3 separate regions of the Zea mays genome follow, and all the other regions are linked to region 1. The links are chromatin contacts, called in public Hi-C maps. All regions are on one chromosome and are shown on one strand. Each heading gives the region's core, a stretch centred on a gene start, on an enhancer-like site or on the middle of the called end of the contact. The rest is flanking DNA. Distances are from core to core; before and after follow the strand shown. Region 1 holds the start of LOC100285642 (ZF-HD homeobox protein). Region 2 holds the start of LOC100304269. Region 3 overlaps LOC103646439 (kinesin-like protein KIN-7E, chloroplastic).

Region 1 (4,102 bases), core at 913-3,412:
CCGCGTGCTGTCATGCGGCCTGCAGCGCCGCGCCGTGCCGTCTGTCTCTCGGCCGGCCGCCCCGCGCGGAGTGAGTGACAGCACTGGACGCTGGCTCGCTCGGCTCGGCTCCATTATCGCCGTGATTCTCTTTGCTGTCTGTCTGTCTGGCTGATCCGCAGTAGTTTGTTTTTTTTTGTCTAGCTGTGACACAGTGCGTGCGTAGGGAGTACTGGGCACCAACACCATGGTCCGGATGACTCATCAAATCAAAAGCTCACAAGAACACGCGAAACGCTCAGGCTATCCGCACTCATTCTACTCTAAAGTTCTACTCTAAAAGGAATATTCTATCCTAGTCATCAACATTTTAAAATACAGTAGTCAAACTACCGCATCCAAAACTACTCTATATCTCAACTCTATACAAACTATCACATTTTTTTATCAATATATATCAAAAATACCCACCATGGGCCCCACCACCCACTCTCTGGCCTCCACCTCCACTCGTACGCTACAGTGGATAGCGTTTCTGCTGCGTCCGACGCTATTGCTAGCGTTTCTGCTGCCGTGCACAGTAGATAGCGTATGAATCGAGTCCGCCGCTGCGCTTGTGTTGAACTCTATTGCTGCGTCGAGTAGCGTTTGCAGTAGGCCAGTAGCCCAGTGCGGCCAGCCTCAAGCTGAATTGTGTCCTCCCAACCATGCAAGCTCAGCACTGTAGCGATGCTATCTCTAGGCAAGCAGTGGAGCAGCGTGTCATTATGCGGCCGATCGACCTACGCCTCCCTCCGTGTCCGTGTGAGCGGGAGAGGAGGTAGGAATAGGACGACGCATGGGGGGCGAGCCATTGATTGCCCGGCCCCCGCTGGCGTGGCGTGTTCCCCCACGCCCACCACCACCGTCCACCACTCTGCCCATCTCTCTCTCTCCCGTAGCCAGCCAGGGGTTCAGTTCGGGGATCATGTCATCAATCATCGCCCGTGAACGGCAAATATCCGTGCGAGATAATAGAGCATCGCGTTTGCTTTGCTCACCACCTGCCTGCCTGGCTGCTTGCCGACTCCACTCAAATGGACGCGACCTACCTGACTGACGCAGCGAGCACGCGCAAGCACAAAACTGAAGGCGACGAGAAATCATACATGCATGCGTGCATACGCAGGACGGCAGGAGGAGAGCGTGCCCCGAGCAGGAGCAGTAGTAGTACCCTGTAGAGCCGGGGGCAGTGGGCCCGGCGACGGAGAGATCTCTCAGCTGTCACGGACGCAAGGCATATCCGATCCCCTCTCGCTAGCCTTTACTGCGCTGCGCCCCAGCGGCCTTCTCACTGTGCACGCGTGCTTGACGTCGGTGGGAGTAAGCCAGGCGATCAATGCAGGTGTAAGCGTCGTGTGATCACCATGAATGAATCAACGGAGACTGCAATTTATTCATCGGCCCTGCCGCTTAGCGGAGACAAGAGATAAGATAAGCCTGCCTCTTCACGGCGCATGCCCGTGGCCCGTGTGGGTGTGGGAGGCAAGCGTAAGTTTCGTCAGAGATCCAACTGCCGCGCGTAATTGCAGGGCAGCTGAGCGGGTCAGTGATCACGAGTCCGTCGCCGTCCGTCCGTGCACGAAGCACGGTCCGCCCCCACGCCACGCACGGCGCAGAGGATCCTGGGGACAAGACGAGCCACGCCAAGCCAAGCCACGGCTATGGACGGACGCCTGGCTGTTCGCCCATACCTCACCGCCCCCCCTCCGTCCGTCCGGGCAAGCCTACGCGTCTGACGCCGCCGCAGAGGCACCACCGCCGCCGCACCCAACGTGGCGGGCCCGGCCCCCGCGGGGAAACCCGGCACGGCCGTTACTGTTACCGCGCCACCCAGTGGCCGGTCGACACGTCCGTCCCCCCCTTGGCTTTCGTCCCGTGTCCCGGAGTCGGAAGACCCCGAACCGACCTCCCTGTCCGGCTGTCCCTGCCTCACGTGGCGAGCGCAGGGCCGGGACTCAGCGGCTGCCGCACGCCACGTGGCGCCGCACCGCCGCTTATTAATCATCCTAGCAGCGCGTTTGATAGGGGGCTTTGTGTGTTAAGGTTAATCGCTGTGCTCGTGCCGGGCACGCGGGGGGCTGGCTGAGACAGCGACCGAGCCCCGCGCGGATAAAATCCATCCCCCTGCCGCCCTCCTGCCTGCGGACTGCCGACTGCGAGTGATAGCCAGGTGGAGGAGGCGCAGGCAGGGGAGGAAGACAAACACACAGACACAGGCTCCACCCCGCACGTCGGGCGTGAGGGAAGGGACCAGCCCCACCACCGGACCACTTGGTTGGGTCGGGAGACGACGCAGGACATGATGGATCACCTGAGCCTGGTGCCCTACGATGGGGCCGGCGGCGGCGGCGACGCCGCGGGCGGCAAGTACAAGGAGTGCATGCGCAACCACGCGGCGGCCATGGGCGGGCAGGCGTTCGACGGCTGCGGCGAGTACATGGCGTCCTCGCCGGACACGCTCAAGTGCGCGGCGTGCGGGTGCCACCGCAGCTTCCACCGCCGCGCGCTGGCGGCGGCGAGCCCGTGCGCGCCGCCCGTCTTCTTCCGCCCGCCGCCGCCGCCCGCGCTGCCCGCGCCGCCGCAGCAGCACTTCCACCACCATCACCACCACCAGGCCGCGCTGCAGGGCTTCCTCCCGTCGGTGCCGGTGCCGGTGCCAGCGCCGCCGCCGCACCTCGCGCTGCCGTACCACGCCGTGCCCAATGCCGCCGCCGCGCCCCCGTGGCTCGCCGCGCGCGCCGGCTCCGAGACGCCGCCGCGCCTGGACGACTTCGGCGTCGGCCTCGCGCCCGGCAGCGGCGCGGGCAGCGGCAGCGGCAGCTTCGGGCGCAAGCGGTTCCGGACCAAGTTCACCCCGGAGCAGAAGGAGCGGATGCGCGAGTTCGCGGAGAAGCAGGGCTGGCGCATCCAGCGCAACGACGACGGCGCCCTCGACCGCTTCTGCGACGAGATCGGCGTCAAGCGGCAGGTGCTCAAGGTGTGGATGCACAACCACAAGAACCAGCTCGCCTCCAACTCCGTCGCCGCGGCCGCAGCCGCGGGCATCGGCCTCAGCCCCGCCGCTGGCGCCGGCACCGCCACCGGCACCGGAACCGGCGTCGGCATCACCGGCGACGGAGACGACGACGACGATGACGACACCGACGACTCCCCGCCACGCGCCGCTGTCTCCTCCCCTTCCCCGTCTCCCATCAGCGTCTAGCAGCCCAGCCGACGACCGAAGGCACTTTCCCACTCTTGCGTCTTGCCTCGCGCGCCTAATCGGCTCCTTTTAATCACTCTTAGGTTCATGTAACAGTTAATTAGCTCTAGGTAACCGTCAGCCGTTCACTAGCTACGTACTACTACTACTTCTGCAAGTACAACCCCCTCGTTCCCATGTTAACCCTCCTTGCCTCCTCTGACGCGGCCGTGTGCCCGTGTCACGGGTGGCATATCTGTCACTTTCTTCTCCTGCTGTCTACTCTTTATTAATTTCATTCGTAGTCTTAAATTATTATTAGGCTCTGCTGTGGCCGCACTGTCTCCTCCTAATCTCGTACTGTCACCTGGGACTAATGATGATCTGATCCGTGCGGGAGCTTCGGAGTCAGTGCCTGGAAAAAAAATCTCCTTTGGAAGCACGCCTGGTTTTGCTATGATCTGCTTGTGTCAGTTCTTGATACGACAACTAATTTCACCGCTCTGGTCCAGGCCTCGCCTGGTCGCAACGGCCGGCCACGTTTGGACGTTTGGTTGTGGCTTTGGCTGCGACAAGGCGTGCGTGGGCGTGGGCGTGGGCTTTGGGATCGGTGGGTTGGAGTCCCAACGCTGGTGGCCTGCTATCTTTGTTACCATTTGCGCCCTGCGCCGCGGCCGCGCGGACTGCGCCCACGCGCGTATCGGCCGTGCCTGCCGGTGGACGCGGTGGTGGGTGGAGCCGGGGTTTCGTTTCGACGACCTGCCATTGCAGTTGCCGGGGGCTGCTCGCCTGCTCCCACGCGCCCAAACATGAGACACACCCGGCCGCACCTGCAGTTCGGTGTTCCACCGGAGCCTGTGCCGCCGCCGGTGGGGCCGAGGTGGGTGTGGGGCGCGGCGC
Region 2 (4,102 bases), core at 671-3,170, 210 kb after region 1:
GTGTCAGTAGGCTAAAAACATGTGTGTTTACCAACACAAACCAATTATGAATTGGTAATAAAATATATATGTCATGACATTTTCATTGAATCTTGTTTTTATTATTGTAATCTACTTACGAGGATATAAGAATATAAACTATGTTCATCAAACTTGTTACACAATTCTTAGATACATATGACATACTCATAACCACCAGTATCTATCTAGATGGTATATATAAAATATATTGGTTCTTGATGCAAAATTGGTTCGAGCAATTCCCCGACCACCTATTAGACATTGAATGACATAGACCCTAGATAAATTTACTAATGTGCATTGAACTACCTAAAAGGAGGATGGGACACACATGGGTAGGTTGGCGATGCGCCGAGACACAGATTCATGCCAACGCCCTAGGGTTGGCTGACAACGTGATGTAATGGTGGTGCGATAACACGGAGGCAGGCTAGTGGTGCGGGGCGCACATGTAGGGTGCGGGTTGGCAGCGCACGGGCGTGGGGTCGGGGTGCTATACACGATGGTGTGAGAAGGCGGGCGGCGCACCCACGATGTGCGGAACCAAGTGGAGAAAGGGACGATAAGTGGAAGACGAACAAGACGCAACTAACCGCAAAAGTGACAACACGACATGCTATATTCCTTAACTTCCAATGGTTTTTCAATATCGTTGAAAGTTAGTTAACTTTCAACAACTCTAGACGAAACCATCGAAGGTTAAGTTGACTTTCAACCGCCCTAGGGTTAGTTGTCGAAAGTATGTTAACTTTCGGCGTTCGCTCTTAGCCGTTAGAAGTTAAGTTTACTTTCAACAACTAACCCTAGGATCGTCAAAATTATAGTGGCCATCGGAAGTCGTTCAGAATAGTGGTGTAAACAAAATCAAGCTTGTTGTCATTATTGGCAAACAGCGACATGAAGCTTAGGATAATTACGCTAGTGACAGAGATTGAACTTAAATTGAGCGGGAGGGGTTAATTTCACATATACCTAATATTAAAATCTGACATGTACTATATTTACAAAGGCTCGACTTGATCTATTAATCTATTTAGAGGCCACACAAAAATGTTAAGCATATTACTTCCTCCTTTTAAATTATAAGTTATTATAATCTTATTAATCTAACCAAATTTATGTATAAAATAATAAATATTCATGTTACCAAATAAGTATCATTATTTTTTTATTAATTATATATTTACAATATATCTATTTAATTTCATACTTTCTACAATTTTGGTCATACTTGAGTTGTTTTAACTCTCAAAAGGTTAAAATAACCTATAATTTAGAACAGGAAAAAAGTATATCTTTTCAACATTAGGATCATAAATTTCTTGGACTATGGCATCTTTGATTTTTGATTCGTCACATCAAAGTCTTAACCTTTAGTACTAATAATGTTATAACTGCAATTTGATGCCAATCTTTAGTTTAAGTATGATCTTGATGACAGTTGAACTTTACGGATTTATCACTTGTTAGGAAAATTTAGTTAAGATCTACCTGTATTTTTTTTCTTTAAAGTTAACTCTAAATTTTGATATATCTTATATGAAAACTTTAGAGCTTAAAAGTTAACTAAAGTACTTAAAAATAATTTTAAAGGACAAAGTAGAGAAGACCCAGCCATATCAAAGTGGAATCTGGTCAATTCACAAAAAGTACCAAAAACCCACGCGTCCCAGGTCCCACCTTACGCAAAACCGAGGGCAAAAAAGGGCTCCGCCCAAATACCCACCTGAGCAGCTAGCCAGCCACACGTACAACCTGCCGTGAGGCGGACACGTAAGCGCACAGGTTGACGAAAAGCCCCACCGCCCACGAGCGTCGTCCGCCGTCACGTCAAGCCGGCACGCTGCGCACGCTCCGGCCCCGCGGCCCCGGATGTCAGAGAGACTTGTCCGAGACAGCATGGGGCGACGGTCCGACGGACACGCAGATCCGTTTGCCGCCCCTGTCCTGTCCGCCTGCACTGCCCGATTCTGCCGCCTGTCCACGAGGCGAGGGGCGGTAAAAGGCTGGGTGTGTGCCTGTGTGGGGTGTGGGTAGGGGAGGCAGAGATTGCTGCGCGCGCCCCGGAGCAGAGCGAGTGCTTGCCAGTTGCCATTACTGTTCGGTGCGGTGAGGTAGTAGAGGGATAAAGAAAGAAGGGACTGGAAGGAAGGAAGGAGTGAGGGAGATGCCGGCTTCGCCTCGTATGGGGAGGGGATAAGGGAAGGCCGATGGCAATGCCGCCGTTTCTCCCTCTTCGCGGTTAGTATCTCATCTATCCCTGAACCATGCATGTTTTCGCCGTGTCCCTTTGATCTCCTTGGTGTATGGTGGGCTTCTTGATGGGGGAAATGCAGCTGCTGCCTTCTGCGGTCTAATCGATCAGTTCGTCAGATGGAGGATTGATCCGTTGGCGCCCCTACGGATAGCGGGGTGGTCAAAGGTTACATCTCTTTTTTAAGCGAATGAATGCTGGGTAGAGTTCTTGGCTTCTTAGTGCACGCTGAAGTTGGTTCTTAGTGCATGTTCTGGTCTTCTGGAATCCACTGAGAGTGTTTCTGCCATTTGAAACATATTTCCACCATCCCGGTCCATTCTTTTGGTTCATTTCCCATGTCACCCACAAACAGCATTGCGTTCATTGATACAATGCACCTCTGTTCCAGGTCATGGTGATTCTAGATAAAAATCACCGCTCCGCACTTCGGTGTTTGGTATCTTCGACGCTGTTGTCTTCAGCGTTCAGTGTTTTGTTTTGATATCCTTGCGAGCAGACCTGCTATCCTTTGATTCCGGGACCGGCAGTTTAGCAGTGCTTATCCATGTTTCTTTTTTGAGAACATATCTGGTGCACATGGAAGTTTAGTGCACATGGTGCACATATTAAATCAACATCACTTATTTTAGATCTAACGTCTCTAGTTGTTTGGTATATTTTGCTAAGGACACCTTCCGACGTGATGAGATGTAGTGGTGGAAGGTGTTATTTGTAAATTGTAATGATCAACCAGAGACGTTAGATTTAAGATGGATGGTGATGATTTAATATGTGCACCATGTGCACTAAGCTTCCATGTGCACCAGATATGTCCTCTTCTTTTTTTTCATCATGCTTTGGTAGGCCGATAGATTGAGCACTGGATCCTATTTCCGGAACCACACCTCTTTCGGTTGCTCAGACATTTGTTCCCTGCAATTATTTTAGGGAACTTGTTCCCTGCGTTTGTCGACTGATAAGTTGGATACCGGATGGCTACTCCTGTTGGCACAGAGCCATGGAATGTGGTATTACACAGCGATAGTGGCTCATTGTGTTTTGGTTTTGGAGTATGCATGCTTTGATTGAGCTCATCAATGTCTGCTTTAGCCATATTGCAATTGTTTCGAATTGAATCTTGCGAATTGCTGTGGCATCTCTGGATTTTGTGACATCCTTGTAAACTGATGTATGCTCAAATGTGCATTCTATCCGATGCAAATCTTATTGCTTTTCTAGATTTGGTTGTACCATGCTTGGTCACATCTTGCTTCTACTGTGCTTTAATTCATGGTTTTTTTACTGCCTTGCAGAATAGCTAGTACGCGTTCAAAGCAACTGATTGGCTGTTGATCAGCAAGATGGATGGGAAAGGATTGTTTGCGGAGATAGGGATGAAGGAGGAGGACATTGCCACAATGCTGTCTGGGAAGAAAGTTTCCGAGCTGGCAGAGGATGCGTTTGATGGTTCCAAGGAAGAAAGACAGATCTTTGAGGGTGTCTTCTGCCTAACAAACGTTGATGGTGGATTGAATGATCATTATCATGGAGGCATTGGACATACTGTTCATGCAGGGAAAGTGGTGACAAGTTCTAGAAAACCATCAAGCTCTGCCGACAATTACAAGGCAGCACACTGTCGCATAGTAGAGTCCTTCACTGCTGGCAACTTATCAAGCTATCGTGTCTCCTGTCTTGGTGCCGATGAGCAGGCTCATGGAGCAATGCATTCTCCTGATGCTGTCCGTTTCAAGCTTGCAGTGCAGTGGACGCCTCCTCGCCCTGATCGGGTGTACACTCGTAGGGTGGTGACTCGCAGGAGCGAGAGGGCAAGAATTTGCAGTG
Region 3 (4,102 bases), core at 718-3,217, 170 kb before region 1:
TTGAATTTAAAGCAAAGCAAAACGGCTTTCACTCATCCAAGACTGATAGTGGTAGACTGGTAAGTGAAATGCAAGCATCGGATAATGGGTGCTGGGATGGCCTCAGTACTTTTGAAGAAGCAAGAGCTGCATACAATTTTGAAAGAATGCGCTGCAAGGAATTGGAAAGCATCGTGTCCAAACTAAAGGTGATTATAATCTGTGTATCATTGCACTAACTTTTTTCAGCTTAAGTAAAAAGAAGGGAAGAGATAATGAGGAGTCTTATGCGGTAGGGTCTACCATATTTAGTTGTGAAAATTAACTTTATGGGCTAATTTTCACTTTGGCCCAGAATGAGTTGACATTCCGCTATTTAGCTTGTGTTTCTATGCTTCTGATGCAAAATTTTTTCTTTTTAGGGTGAGGACCTCAGGGGCCTAGATGTTAAAGTTCTTGAAGAACTACAAAACTTCCATGTAGAAGCACTGTCAAGGATCTGCCAAGAAAAGGTATGCCATTCCACCTGGGAGCGCCAAAGGCCACGGCCCTTGCGCACACGTACTGTACATATGGACACGTCATGCTCCCATTGGTTTGAGGAAAGCTGGTATCTTTTGAACGGGAAAATATTCAGTGGAATGAAACCCCTGCAAAACATACTTCGGAGTTTTTTTTTAAATAAAACAAAGCACATTCATAGTGCATCTAATAGTGTGCATTATTACATAATAATTTGAGGTTCAAACACCATCCACAAAAAAAATCATATGAAAAGAACAAATTATAGGCGCATATGCACTACAAGCTAAACGAAATCTATAGGAATTTGTCTTACTCCCTCCATTTCAAATTATAAGTTACTTTTTTTGAGAGTTAAATCATCTTACGTTTAACTAAAATTATAGAGAATTAAAAAGACTCATGACATCACCGTAAAAATATGATTAGATTGAGAACTTAAAAGACTTATGGCATCACCATAAAAATATGATTAGTGAATAATCTAATGATACTTACTATATAAATTTGGTTAAACTTGAGATGTTTTGACTATTCATTTATCCAATAAAGTTGGAATGACTTGTAATTTGGAAGGGAGAGGGCAGTCCATAAGCACGTGGAATTTGTTGTTTGCGAATACTTTCCCTTTTAACATAATGAACATGCTTTCACTCCACACGCGCTAGTATGTGTTTCCCTTGCTTAACACACCTATGTCGTGCTCTGCAGATGGCAAGTCAGGCGCTATAGCAAAAACCTTTCCTGAGACGAGTAGCCGCTTTCATGCAGGCCAGAGCTTATTTCTCAGATGTCCCTTCAACTTCATGCCCATCTCTCTGAAGTTCCACTCACAATTTCACATAGTTGCTGCTACTGCAACCGGGACAACCTTGATTAGTCCGCCTTTGGACACTGATTCCTGCGTTTAACCGACAGAAAACGAAGCAAAATGCGGTTAGATAGCAGGCGCTAATGGTCACTGAGTAGTTAGCATGCAGATACTCCCCTCCTGTACAGCTTTTTATTAAAGATAGTAGCAGTGGTATTGTAGGAGTACCCGGATTGTATTTATACTGGTAATATATGAGCCGGTAAAACCCGAAGGTGGTGTTTCTGTTATACCTGGACCGTGCTCTGCCCTTCAAAAACTGTAGTAAACCCGAACGGACGCTGATGTAGCTTTGGCAAACTTGCTGTTGATGTGATGCATGACTGCCGTGCACCTGGTGCCGTGCCCGACGATGGTTGACTCCACCCAATCAGCCAAGAGCACGGCACGGCAGCGATGTGTTGGTGTTGCCACACGGATCTGCGATTATTAAGCTACGGATTATCATGTGGGGTGTCACTACGATGTCCCACTCGACTGCGCGGCGCATGGCGTTTCCGTGTTCCGAATCTTCGCCATTACAAGCTACCCGTAACTGTGGATCCTGACCAGGGTACAGGGCAGGTCGTCCTCGCCGACGACAAGCTTTATCGCTGCCCAATCCTGCGGCTGGAGGACGACGCCTTGGTTTAGCGTGACCCCGGACCCGGACATCTTCTGCGCAGTGTTCCGTGCTATACGCCAGTATCTCCTTACATGGGAGTACTCACAGGATCATGTGCATGACATGTACAAACTGGTGCAGTTGTGCCTTGACTTGGAGCGTCTATGGTCCCGGCCATTGCTGGAACCTGGAGGCGCTTGGTACACCGTTACGACGGGTCGGATGAAACCAGGTTGGTTGGAGTTTAAGTGATTGAATGTAAATGTAGGTACAACGTGGTAATGCAGGCAAGTCGAAACTCCACGAGCAATCCATTCAAAGAAAAAGGTGAACGAAAGGCTGAGCGGACTATAATTCTGCCCCAGATTCGCCAAGAACGGACAAGCTGAAAAGGGGCTCTACAATTTTCGACACGGGCTGCCGGTTGGGAATCCCGGTTGAGTCTCAGTCCAGCGGTTAATCATGGCTGTCGTGACTACCTTTGATCCTTGTCAGAAAGCGAGAAATACACACCGGCCCAAATAAGTGCATCTCCGTCAGATATTCTGTCCAATCTATTATACCTAAAAAAATTTGTGTTCTATGAGATTAAAAAGCTACGACAGACAACATACATCTTATCTCATCCCTTATATCTATAATTTTTTTTAAAGAGAATAAGCACCTCGCCCGGTTCGTCCTAGTGCTCCAGATATAGCATCTCTAAAGTATCACCACGTGCATGAAGGAAGCACCATGCTAGGTCCGCGACGACAGCGTGGAGAGGGCATGAGGATCGTGGTTGCTGGTGTTCTAGTGGGCAAATTAGATTACCCTAACTGCTCCCTATCCCTCATTATATAGTCATCTCGACGGGCTTCTGACTCATAGGCCCATCAGCAACCCTAAACTTAGTGTAATCTACATCATATCCAAATTAGACTTCTTTCCCCTTAAGTGTGTGACCCTATATGTTCATGTATACATAGACATGGCCCAGGTACTCTTACTTAGCTCAATAATTGACAGCGACCTCTAGCCAGACATGTCAACTCCCATGCATATGCAAAGATCATATCAGACGAACCATCACAACATTATGTGCATCTTTTTCCCTTTGTGAAAGCACCTAGAGGGGGGGGGGGTGAATAGGTGATCCTGTAAAAACTTAACTTATAGCCACAAAAACTTGTTAGGGGTTAGCACAACAATTGCCAAGTGGCTAAAGAGGAGATCTTGCACAATACGACAATCACAGAGAATTCAACACAGAGGAGACACGGTGATTTATCCCGTGGTTCGGCCAAGTACAAAACTTGCCTACTCCACGTTGTGGCGTCCCAACGGACGAGGGTTGCAATCAACCCCTCTCAAGCGGTCCAAAGACCCACTTGAATACCACGGTATTTTGCCTTGCTTATCTTTATCCCACTCGCGAGGAATCTCCACAAATTGGAGTCTCTCGCCCTTACACTTAAGATTCACGAGAAAGCACGGAGTAAGGGAGGGAAGCAACACACACAAATCCACAGCGAAACGCGCACACACACGGCCAAGATTCGAGCTCAAAGACTATCTCACAGTTTCTCACAAGAACGGAGCTCGAATCACTTAGAATAACAAACGGATGCGCAAAGACTTAGTGTGGATGATCAAGAATGCTCAAGAGTTGCTTGGTGTACTCCTCCATGCGCCTAGGGGTCCCTTTTATAGCCCCAAGGCAGCTAGGAGCCGTTGAGAACAAATCTGGAAGGCCATCTTTGCCTTCTGTCGTCGGGCGCACTGGACAGTGTCCGGTGCCCGATTCCTTTCCTTAAATGGCGAAGCCGACCGTTGCAGATGCGGGAGCCGTTGGCGCACCGGACATGTCCGGTGCACACCGGACAGTCCGGTGCCCCTTTCCGACCGTTGGCTTGGCCACGTGTCCCGCGCAGATCGCGCGGCCGACCGTTGGCTCACCGGACAGTCCGGTGCACACCGGACAGTCCGGTGAATTTTAGCCGTACGCCGTCGGTGAATTCCCGAGAGCGGCCACTTCGGCCTGGCGCACCGGACACTGTCCGGTGCACCACCGGACAGTCCGGTGCCCCAGACCGAAACAGCCCCTTGGCTGTACACAGCCACCTCTTTCTTTTTCTTCCTGTTTC

What was found. A called contact is a pair of places that touch in the nucleus more often than the background predicts.
Region 2: a contact with region 1 is called in a Hi-C map of root tip, with 4 times the contacts expected there. The contact joins the promoter of LOC100304269 here to the promoter of LOC100285642 in region 1. A contact is called at or near these places in 4 of 25 Hi-C or Micro-C datasets (ear, endosperm and root tip).
Region 3: a Hi-C map of ear shows a contact between it and region 1, with 5 times the contacts expected there. The contact joins the enhancer-like site here to the promoter of LOC100285642 in region 1. A contact is called at or near these places in 11 of 25 Hi-C or Micro-C datasets (bundle sheath, ear, endosperm and 3 more) and 1 of 3 datasets of contacts at active chromatin or transcription factors (leaf).

What each region holds. Positions count from the first base shown.
Region 1 is chr2:51,642,002-51,646,103 of Zm-B73-REFERENCE-NAM-5.0, forward strand. It overlaps LOC100285642 (ZF-HD homeobox protein), which reads left to right and starts at 2,163. Exons shown (of 1, transcript NM_001158533.2): 1 at 2,163-3,517. The coding sequence starts at 2,321. The coding sequence ends at 3,223.
Region 2 is chr2:51,851,053-51,855,154 of Zm-B73-REFERENCE-NAM-5.0, forward strand. LOC100304269 reads left to right here and starts at 1,921. Exons shown (of 8, transcript NM_001361394.1): 1 at 1,921-2,262; 2 at 3,571-4,102. The coding sequence starts at 3,619.
Region 3 is chr2:51,472,299-51,476,400 of Zm-B73-REFERENCE-NAM-5.0, forward strand. It overlaps LOC103646439 (kinesin-like protein KIN-7E, chloroplastic), which reads left to right. Exons shown (of 25, transcript XM_008671172.3): 23 at 1-188; 24 at 402-491; 25 at 1,213-1,692. The coding sequence ends at 1,233. Among protein-coding and RNA genes, the nearest start is that of LOC103646439, 34 kb to the left of the region's middle. Within about 2 kb of position 1,968, at least 11 of the 20 cell types and tissues checked have an H3K27ac peak or open chromatin away from gene starts, as enhancers often do. A contact at or near this core is called in ear and tassel, where this site is marked.